3 separate regions of the Mus musculus genome follow, and regions 2 and 3 are each linked to region 1. The links are chromatin contacts, called in public promoter capture Hi-C maps. All regions are on one chromosome and are shown on one strand. Each heading gives the region's core, a stretch centred on a gene start, on an enhancer-like site or on the middle of the called end of the contact. The rest is flanking DNA. Distances are from core to core; before and after follow the strand shown. Region 1 holds the start of R3hdm2 (R3H domain containing 2). Region 2 overlaps Gli1 (GLI-Kruppel family member GLI1). Region 3 overlaps R3hdm2 (R3H domain containing 2).

Region 1 (3,392 bases), core at 619-3,118:
GATGAGAATGTTAAATTCTTCTCAGTTTAGTTAATGGGAGCCTCCTTGGCTTCTCTGTCCTCTTGGCAGCATCAGGCTCTCAGCACCTCCACAGGCACAGACAGCGTGTTTGCCCATTGTTACCTCTGTACTTCACCTGCCCTGGGCCGGCAGTTAATCACTTCTGAAAGAGTCCTGATCTTTTAGTGGGGAGTAGTTCCTTCACAGGGAGATTACTTCCTTTTCTTTTTAACTATAGATGCTGTAGCTCTATAGCACTGGCTATTTATTTATTTCACGTACATTGGTGTTTTGTCTGCACGTATGTCTGTGCAAGGGTGTCAGTTCCTTTGGAACTGGAGTTACAGTTGTGACCCACCATGTGGGAATTGAACCTGGATTCTCTGGAACAGTAGTTAGTCAGTGCTTTTAACCAGGAAGCCATCTCTCCACCCCCTACTTCTTATTCTTAGCTGCCTATCTATTCTTACTGTTTTCATTTGATAACCCACACATTTGTGTGTATGTGTGTGTGTGTGTGTGTGTATCTCAAAACTGCATATTCTGAGATGTACTCAGGCAGTATAGTATCTCAACTAAATTCCTTCATCAGAGGAAGTGAGTTCTAGGTAGTGCTGATGACTTCTTGGGGATGAGCTGTGTAGGGAAGAGGCCTTGTAGTGTTTTCCCATAAGTGGCTTTTGTGGATGGTGTTTTGTCACAGCAACAGAAAATAACCAGTACTTATTTATATGGTGACATATAAGGTAGGCATAAAGTACCGTGTTCCTACTCTTGGTTTTTTGAGACAGAGGCTGTCCTGAAACTCTCCGTATAGACCAGGCTGGCCTCAAACTCCGAGATCTGCCTGTCTCTGCCTCCTAAATGTTGGGGTTAAAGGCGTGCACCATCACCACCACCATCTGACTGTAGATAGCATTTTCTTTTAGGTTTTATTTTAATTTTATGTGTCTGGGTATTTCACCTACTTGTGTGTCTGTGCACCACTTGTGTGCCTGGTCCCTATGGAGACTAGAGAGCATCAGATGCCCTGAAACTAGAGCTAGAGATGGTTGTAAGCTGCCATGTGAGGGCTAGGAATCAAATCTGGGTCCTCTGGATGAGTGGTGGGTTCTCTTAGCACCTGAGCCATCTTTGCAGCATCCCATCTAGACAGTGCTGGTCTTGAACTCCTGATGTTCCTGCCTCAGCTTCCCAAGCACTGGGATTTTGGTTTACTCAGTTCCACACCTGGCTCAGAAAATATCTCAGTTACCACAGTTACTAACCTGTCAGTTGTATGTATTTCTTCCTTTTATATGGTTGGGTGCACTAAGATTACTGAAGAAATAGCTGCCTGGCAACATAAAAGCACAGATATTAAAAGGAATTACATATCTTCCAACTGTTTCTATTGCTTGGTTAAATTTAGAACCATACAGGGCTTTTGTAGAATTAAAATCCCTGGGGATTTTATAGTTAATAGACAGTATTCAGCTTTTCAGAGTTAGGAATAATATATGTAGCTTCAAAATGATTTTTGTACCGTCACTCACACCATTTAATTAAAACACAGAGACCAAAGCTGGGCGTGGTGGTGCACGCCTTTAATCCCAGCACTGGGGGGGGGGGGGGGGGCAGAGGCAGGCGGATTTCTGAGTTTAAGGCCAGCCTGGTCTACAAAGTGAGTTCCAGGACAGCCAGGGCTACACAGAGAAACCCTGTCTCAAAAAACCAAAAACCCAAAAAAAAAAAAAAAAAAAAAAAAAAAAACCACAGAGACCAGTAAAAAGTCAGAACTGTTCTAAGAATTTTAGTTCACTGCCATGTTGCTGAAAGTGGATTAGAGCCTGGATTTGATGTAGTGAAGGATTCTTTTTCTTTCTCAGGTGCATTGCAAGAGGCGACCCTGTCCTTCCTCAGTGTCTCTCAGCAGTAAACCTGATACAGTTCCTAAGATCCCGCCTGGATGGAGGAGCCAGCACCATATCTGTGCTAGAAATCAGGTAAGCATCACACTGGGGCTTACAGGTAACGCTTGTGATGCTTGGATTGTTTTCGGAGTTCATACAGTTTGAGCAGCAAATAACCTGTGTACCTGTACGGACCATCAACATAAGGAAAGGTAGACTTAAGGAGGGGTACTTTGTTTTTTTTTTCTTTTTGTTTTTTTTTTTTTTTAATATTTATTATATGTAAGTACACTGTAGCTGAACTCAGACACCCAGAAGAGGGCATCAGATCTCATTATGGATGGTTGTGAGCCACCATGTGGTTGCTGGGATTTGAACTCAGGACCTTCAGACAAGCAGTCAGTGCTCTTAGCCACTGAGCCATCTTTCCAGCCGAGGAGGGGTACTTTGAGTACATAATTTAGATTAAGTAGAATTTAAAATAGAAAACTATTCTATAGTAAATATCTTTAGTGCATCATTTGGTAGCAGGGAAAGTAATGCTATTATTGCATAGTAAGACATTCTGGGGATGTTTGAAAGTATAAAACTTCATCATAGATTGAGGAGAAAAATTAATGTAAATAGAATGTTCAATAACATGGTAAAAGTAAAAAAAATAAAATAAGGCTACTTTTTGCTCTTTTAAAAGTTGTTATGGGAATGGAGAGATGGTTCAATGGTTCAAGAGCTAGTTGCTCTTCCAGAGGACCCAGGTTCAATTCCCAGTACCCACACTGCAGTTCACAAATGTCTGTAACAGTTCCAGGGAATCCTACATCTTCACACAGACAGACATATATGCATGTAAATTAAAAATAAATAAGTTATTTTTAAAAAAGTTATAGGGTTTGAATGAATATCACAGCAATTAAGATCACTGTCTATTCCTTAAGACCCAGGCTGCTCACAAAGGTCTATAACTCCAGTTCCAGTGGGTCTGACTCCTTCTTGCCCCTGAAGGCAGTAGTGCATGGACAGGGTGCACAGACACACATGTGGCAAACCATGTGTATACATGAAAAGAATAACAATTTTGGAGGAAAGAAACTGAAGTCCAACTAGAAAACAAAACCTATTATGGACAGTAAGAAACTTTTGCTTGAGCTGGGTGTGGTGGTGCACACCTGTCTCGGGAGGCAGAGGCAGGCGGATTTCTGAGTTTGAGGCCAGCCTGGTCTACAGAGTGAGCTCCAGGACAGCCAGGGCTACACAGAGAAACCCTGTCTCGAAAAACCGAAAAAAAAACAAAACAAAACAAAACAAAAACAAAAAAAAAAAAAGGAAACTTTTGCTTATGTGTATTATATTTATCAATATTGAACCCTATTATGGATTAAAACTAAGAAAAAAATTTTAAATATTGATTCATCAAATGTAACATTCTTCTTATATATTGATAATGTCTGTAACTTTGTGTATACATATATGCATAAGAGTGCATGTGCCTGTGCTCACATG
Region 2 (3,392 bases), core at 346-2,845, 53 kb before region 1:
GAAGAGGGAGAGGCTTTCCGAGGTCCCAGACCCTGAACCTACTCCTTCCAGCCCCACACTCATCACCTCAGCTTCTCCTCTTGGGGGAATAAGAGTGGGGAATGCAGCTCCGCCCATACTTCAGGTCTTCTAGCTTACTAGAGCAAAGATACTCTGGGCTTCAGTCTGCAGGACTGAGCATGCAATCTCGGACCTCAGTACGCTTGAACCTCTTGCCTTTAGTTAGACCTCAAAGCTCCATTTAGTCTCCTTCAGGCTCCCACCAACCATCTGTTACCCCCTGGGGCTCACGTGCACCAGCTGCTCCTGGGAATCGAACTCCTGGCTGCAACCATCCCAGCGGCAGTCTGTCTCATACACAGACTCAGGCTCAGGCTTCTCCTCTCTCTCCAGGTCCTCCCGCCCATCCAGCATCCCCAACAGGTGATCCTAGGGTGAGAGACACAGCCCTTAGGGTCATTTGTGCGGCAAGGTTTGTTTCACTCAGGTCCCTGGGGAAAGCCCTGCCCCTCCCTTACCTGTGTGCCTGTGGAGTTGGGGCTAGACATGTCCCCTTCCAAAGGGTCCTCCGGGCACTTGCCAACCATCATATCCAGCTCTGACTTCAGCTTCCCCAAGGGAAGAGGTGAGGGTATTGAGGGTGGAATAGTCAGAAGAGAAAACAAGCCAGGTCTTCCTGCCTTACAGACCCCCCACCCAAATCCTGAGTATGAGGGCTCTCCACAGTCTGCCCTGGTAAACGGGATGAACAGAACGGTGCTCTCCTCTGGGAGAGTCTGAGTCCATGTTCCTTGTACCAAACGCTTTTATATCTGCTGTCTTCCTTCACCTGTCCCCTCCCCCTTCCCCCACAATTGTCCTGAGCTGGAGAAGACAACGTGGAGGGCCCCACCTGGCAGGTTGCACGTGGTCCCCGGGACTGGGGGTGAAGCATCATTGAACCCCGAGTAGAGTCATGTGGTACACAGGGCTGGACTCCATAGGGAGGTGAAGTTCCTTTTTGATGACTCATCTGAGGTGGGAATCCTAAAGAAGGGCTAGGTGGAGAAGAGGCTGTTAGTGAAGAGAATCAGCCACCAGGAGTCCTTGCTCTGTCCTGCAGGTTTCTGGGAGGTGTGGTTGAAGAAGCCCTGGGGAGGTCCTGAAGAGGGTTCCAATGCGTTGGGGGAGGGGAAGGACTAGAGCTGGGCTGGAGGTTTGAAGGGTCTGAGTCTTCTAGTGGGTGTCAGTACATATCTTGGGGGCCTCTTAATCTGAGGCTGCCAGCACCTCATGGTACCAATGGAGAGATGGCCGTAGGAACCGCCCGGAGATGTACAGCGAGAGTTGATGAAAGCCACCAGGGAGCTGGGTGAGGTCCGGATTACGGTTTGCAGGTCGAGGCTGGCATCAGAAAGGGGCGAGATGGAGAGAGCCCGCTTCTTTGTTAATTTGACTGAACTCCGAGGAGGAGGAGGAGGAGGAAAGAGAGATCCTAGGGCAGGAGACAGGAGTTAAGATGTAGTAAAGGGGGCTGGAGAGATGGTTCTGTGGTTAAGAGCACTTGCCGTTCCTTCAAAGAATCTGAGTATGATTTCTAGTACCCACATCAAGCAGTTCACTACTTCCTGTAACTCCATCTCCAGGGATGGTCCCACACCCTGGGCCTCAGGGAGGGCGCCAGGACCTGCACAGCCTCACACAGACATATACATTGTTACAAAAATAAAATTACAATGGGGGGGAAAGATACTGTAAAGGTACATTGTATCCCTGCACTTGGTGGGTGGGGCCTCGCTCAAAAACCTTGCTGCTTTTGCCTTGCTCTGCCTAGAGCCTCTTGATTGATTGTCCCCTGGTTGCCTTTGTCTCTGGATGTTTCTTACCTTGAGTTTGGCCCTAGCTTCCCCACCTTCTCCTGCAGAGCAAGTCCCAGACGGGCAGGGGCAGGGGGGATTGCCCCAGTGCTCACCTTCAGTGCAGCTGCTGGTCTCTCTGGCTGCTCCATAACCCTGGGACCCTGACATAAAGTTGGCTTGGTGGCAAAAGGGCAGACCAGAAAGTCCTAGAAAAGAGAGACAGCTGGAGCCAGGTCTTTGAATGGGGAATACAGGGCTTACCTTAAGACCCAACATAAGATATGATCCCAAACTCTAAACATACATGGTGGTGTGTGTGTGTGTGTGTGTGTGTGTGTGTGTGTGTAAATCCTCCTGTAGATAGGAAACTAGAATGCGCTAGGGATGGAGTTGAGAGGATCCTGGCGCTAGGTGAGACGACTGCCAAGTCCTCAAGGCCCAGGGACTGGTAAATGTATTCACCTTCTGTTCCCATGCTGGGGACTCCTTGGCTGTGGAGGGGTCGGAGACAGCATGGCTCACTATAGCTATTGACTTGTGGTGGAGTCATTGGATTGAACATGGCGTCTCAGGGAAGGATGAGGGGACCTGTGGAAAGGAATGTAGATCTGCCAGTTATAAAGATGGAACGAAACAGAGAAGATAAATGACAGTTTCAGGCACAGATCCCCCCCCCCCCCCGCCCGCCAGCATGTCCCTTGTGCCTCTAACCCTCATCTCAGAAACTGGTCATGGAAATCAATAACGTTTTTCAGCTTCCTTAAGAAGAAACATCCCAAAGAGTGGGCAGAAGCAGCCGTTCAGTCTTGGGGATCCACAGTCTCTGTATGTACAAGGGAATGTTAGGGACTAACTGATCCAACACAAGTCCTAGGTGATTTTTAATGCCATGAGCTCTCTCTACTTGCTTTTCTTTTTTCTTTTCCCTCTACCATTTCTTGTTCTGGCCATGGGCCAGCTTTGAGGTGTGTGATGGTGGAACACACGGAAGGTCTGACTTCATGCCCAGGGCTGCCGGCTCATGCCCAAGAGCAGAGCTCATGAGCAATCTCTCCAGTGTCCACTAGAGGGAGACCTCGTTTCAGTCCAGATAGACTGGTAGGGCCAGAAGAGAACACAAATGATCTGTCCTCAGACAGAGAACTATGTGTGGGAGGGAATAAGACTTCAGAGCAGAGCGTCTCCCCGACTTTTGAGTAAAAAGGATGAGAGCTAAAGTCATTCTGAGGCGGTTTAACTCTGGGTTTACCTATCCCGTTTGGTTTTGGGGGAAATCGGGAAGGGGCTGTCAGGAAAGTCTTAATGGGAATGAGAAAACGAAGTCCTCAAGGCTAGAGAGAGAGGAGCTGATGCGAGGTCCGCTTTCCCTCAACAAGTTTTTACTCCACTCCAGGTTTTTCAGCCTTCCGGGAACGGAGGGTGGGGTGGGGCGGGGTGGGGTGGAGAACCACTGGGAGCGGGCCGGCCGGCGCGGTGGGTGATCCCGGGATGCTGGGATTTAGGGTGAGGGCGGGGTAAAATGGGGAACGGAACCCGGACCCTACGACCCAGCCA
Region 3 (3,392 bases), core at 453-2,952, 37 kb after region 1:
CACGTTACTGGGAACTTATTTGTTTCTATGTGAAGCACATATGGAAGTCAGGACAACTTTTGAGGAGTTGGAGTTGGTTCTTTTCTTTCACCTTGTTTGAGGCAGGGTATCTTATTTCTGCTGAACTGTATCAAGCGAGGCTAGCTGGCCCACAAGCTTCTTGAGACCTCTCCTTCTCTGCCTCCCATTTACCTAGAGTATTAGGATTACAGATGTGAGCACACATGTGGTCATCAGGCTTGCACGTCAAAAGCTTTTATCTGCTGAGTCATCTGGTCAGTCATCCTCCCTTTTGGGGGTGGTATGAGGATCATACCTAGAGCTTTCTGCATGTTATGTGAGCTACATCTCAGCCTTCACGTGCAAGCTTTGAGGAAACAGATTTTCAAGCCATGTAAAGAATGCGTTTCTAAAGTAAATTATAAGTATAGAGTGAGCATTTCAGACATGCGTCTTAAGCATCATTGCCAGGTTCTGAGGCACACACCTTTAATCCCAGCATTCCAGAAGTAATCTCAAAGGCCAGTCTATGAACATGCACTCTGAAAGATTATCTTTTCTCCTTTTTGACCATCATTTATCTTTTGGTTGGTTTGGGTTTGTTATTTCTGGTTTTGTAGAGAAACTCACTACATAAGCCTCAGATTTACTGTGTAGCCACCCCAACCTTAAATTCTAAGTCCTCCGACTCCAGCCACCTAAGGGCTAAGGCCAGGTGTCTGTTAGTAGGGAATGCCTAATTAACTTATCAGAGTGGACCAGGCCTCCATGTTCTCCCAGCATTCCGCTGTCCTACTGTTAAAGAGCATGGTTGGCACACCCTGTCCTCTACTCTGAACTCTCCAGTCCAGGGGCTGGGCTGCCCTTCCTTTGACCTTTGGCCTCCTGGCTGCTGTACCTGATCCCTCCCTCTCTCTTCCCTTCCTCTCCTCCTCTCCCCATATGGTTCAGGGTAGTGACCACTCTGAACTCTCTTAGATGTTTGTCCCTCTGGTTAGGTCTCCCTTATATTGATAATAAACTTTCTCCTCCACCATACTTAGGAGCAGCAGCCCTCCCATCCCCTCCTCTCCCTCTCCCTCTCCCTCTCCCCCCTCTCCCCCCTCTCCCCCCTCTCCCTCTCCTCTCCCTCTCCCTCTCCCTCTCCCTCTCCCTCTCCCTCTCCCTCTCCCTCTCCCTCTCCCTCTCCCTCTCCCTCTCCCTCTCCCTCTCCCTCTCCCTCTCCCTCTCCCTCTCCCTCTCCCTCTCCCTCTCCCTCTCCCTCTCCCTCTCCCTCTCCTCTATCTCTTTTTCATCCAGTGTGCACAACCATGCCTGTTTGGGCTTTTGTTGTAGTTTGATTGCTTTATTTTCAGACTCTGACTCGTGGCCTCCTCCTGCCTTAGCCTCCAGAGTGCTGGAGTTCTAGGCATGGGCTCCCTACCATTGTTCTGATTTACATGTTCTGCCTTAGCTCTCCATGTTGTGGGGGTCTTTGACTGTGATAGAGCTATCTCCTTGCTCAGGTGGGCTTAATTCTAGAGAAAATATGGCCATAGAAATGCAGCAGCCACTGAATCACTCTGAGTGGCCCCAGGATCTTGTCTTAAAAACAGTGAAGAATAATGAGCCAGGACAGCAGAGGAGCCAGAGCTTTACTGAGGTGGAGAGGAAGTCTGGCCTCCTGCCTGGGCCCTTTTTATGCCCAATACTTGGTCCTGATTGGCTTATGTAAACAAAGGGTTGTGCTGAGAGCCTTCAGCTTTGCTGAATTGGATGGCTGTGGAGGACTGAGATAGCTCAGGAAGAGCCTGCCATCCACAGAAGAAGTTACTAGGAGGGGGAAGAACCAGGAAGTGAGGAGTTGCTGATCAGCTTAAAGGCCCGTGGTCTTGTTATGTTAATATGTCACAGCCATTTAAAATCTACAGCTCCTGCCTAGCGTGTTGGCACACATTTAAATTCCAGCCCTGAGGCTGAAGCAGAAGGACCTGTATGAGTTCATGCAGGCCTACATAAGTGAGACCCTGTCTCAGACCACAGCACCATTCACAGCTTCTTAGGGAAATCCATGGAGTATGAACTTTATTCTACAGACTCTGCTCTCAAGGCCCAATCTAATATTTATATGCAGAAGGACTTCTGAGCTAAACTTAGAACTTTGGAGCTAAATTTGGCAAGATGTGCAGTTTGGGGCCAGCTGCTGCACCCACTGCAGTGCTGTCTGGGGAACTGGTGCTGCTGGTTGGCAGGTATTTCTCCTGAGGTCAGCCTAGAGCTTCTGCCTACACAGTACTCATCAAGAAGACAGACAACCTGCCAGTTTGTAACGCTTCTTCTTATCCTTATCTGTCTGAAAGAACCTACCTTACTCCTGTCTCTGTCATTTGGACATTTGCCTCTGGTGTCCACCTCTGGAAAGCCATTCCTTCCTTACTCTTCCGGTTGGGTGCTGTGCTCATGGTACTCCTCTTCCTCTGGATATCTGTGAGTGTACTCACTCATAGATATGGCATCCTGTGTATGGTGAGTCCTTAAAATACTGCCACATTTCTTAATACTGCCACATTTCTTAAAATAAACTGATTTGCAGGCTGGGTGGTAGTGCCTAGCATTGACGTGAAGGCTTTGTGTTCACTAAGTATGTACTGTGCCATTGAGGTGCCTTGACCTTCCCTCCCCAAATCCAGAATTTTAAATGGGCCAAATATCGAGCAAAAAATACTAAGCAATCCAACATCCTGTTACCCTTTATCTTCTTTTAGTTTTATGCTGTAACATATTTTAGAAGGAGAGCCTAGCCTTTAATGGCTGAGCCATCTCACCAGCCCACTATTATAACTTAGAGTCTTATTCTTTTGTATCTTTTGAAGTTTTTCTTTTTTTGTATTGCTTACTAACCTATCATAGTGCATTGACAAGAGCCAGCAATGTGTGTAACACTCATAACAAACTCTCTCTGCTTGGAGATTTTAATCTTCCCTGTACCTTCTCTAGTATATATGGAGAAAGAAGAGTTAATTTTTTTAAAAAGGGAAATGAACTGCAGAAAAGCAGGAAGTGGGCAAGTTCATAACTCAGTGGGCAAAAGAGATGCTCACCATTCTGACAGCCTAAGTCCAGTCCTTAGGACCTACATAGTTGAAGGAGACAGTTCTGCCAAGTGCGTGTTCACTTGCACACACACACAAAGATATAGACTAGATGTAGAAGAAAACTTGATTTATAAAAGAGAGAGAGCATGTAGTATTGCCCATGTGTGTTCTGAAAGTTTGAGACCCACTGTAAGGCCTGAGAGATGGGCTTGACCCGGAACAGGTGAAAACATTAGTTCACTAAAGAAGCTGTGTCAAAGTAACTTTTATTCTCCTGATGTAATTGTTGTCTCCAAGGCTTACTGCCTCAGTCTGCTG

What was found. Promoter capture Hi-C pulls out the DNA fragments that hold promoters and counts their contacts.
Region 2: a promoter capture Hi-C map of 3T3-L1-derived adipocytes shows a contact between it and region 1, with 5 times the contacts expected there. The contact joins the enhancer-like site here to the promoter of R3hdm2 in region 1. A contact is called at or near these places in 4 of 39 promoter capture datasets (the 3T3-L1 cell line, 3T3-L1-derived adipocytes and liver), 10 of 484 Hi-C or Micro-C datasets (CD4 T cells, the G1E-ER4 cell line, cerebral cortex and 7 more), 4 of 115 datasets of contacts at active chromatin or transcription factors (embryonic stem cells and trophoblast stem cells) and 4 of 9 other capture datasets (adipose tissue, liver, macrophages and 1 more).
Region 3: a promoter capture Hi-C map of embryonic stem cells shows a contact between it and region 1, with 3 times the contacts expected there. The contact joins the enhancer-like site here to the promoter of R3hdm2 in region 1. A contact is called at or near these places in 15 of 39 promoter capture datasets (3T3-L1-derived adipocytes, the HPC-7 cell line, Sertoli cells and 9 more), 1 of 15 datasets of contacts at CTCF or cohesin (the NIH/3T3 cell line), 17 of 484 Hi-C or Micro-C datasets (LSK cells, Sertoli cells, bone marrow-derived macrophages and 12 more), 13 of 115 datasets of contacts at active chromatin or transcription factors (the 230-238 cell line, the HPC-7 cell line, bone marrow-derived macrophages and 7 more) and 4 of 9 other capture datasets (adipose tissue, liver, macrophages and 1 more).

The regions. Positions count from the first base shown.
Region 1 is chr10:127,388,443-127,391,834 of GRCm38.p6, forward strand. It overlaps R3hdm2 (R3H domain containing 2), which reads left to right and starts at 1,869. Exons shown (of 26, transcript NM_001168292.1): 1 at 1,869-1,985.
Region 2 is chr10:127,336,121-127,339,512 of GRCm38.p6, forward strand. Gli1 (GLI-Kruppel family member GLI1) reads right to left here. Exons shown (of 13, transcript NM_010296.2): 3 at 2,301-2,426; 4 at 1,952-2,044; 5 at 1,270-1,474; 6 at 893-1,037; 7 at 519-608; 8 at 292-429. The coding sequence starts at 2,400. Among named protein-coding and RNA genes, the nearest start is that of Gli1, 3.8 kb to the right of the region's middle. Within about 2 kb of position 1,596, at least 19 of the 459 cell types and tissues checked have an H3K27ac peak or open chromatin away from gene starts, as enhancers often do. A contact at or near this core is called in embryonic stem cells and trophoblast stem cells, where this site is marked.
Region 3 is chr10:127,425,134-127,428,525 of GRCm38.p6, forward strand. The region is part of intron 2 of R3hdm2 (R3H domain containing 2); the gene reads left to right. Among named protein-coding and RNA genes, the nearest start is that of Gm23819, 22 kb to the left of the region's middle. Within about 2 kb of position 1,703, at least 84 of the 459 cell types and tissues checked have an H3K27ac peak or open chromatin away from gene starts, as enhancers often do. A contact at or near this core is called in the HPC-7 cell line, the NIH/3T3 cell line, adipose tissue and 9 more, where this site is marked.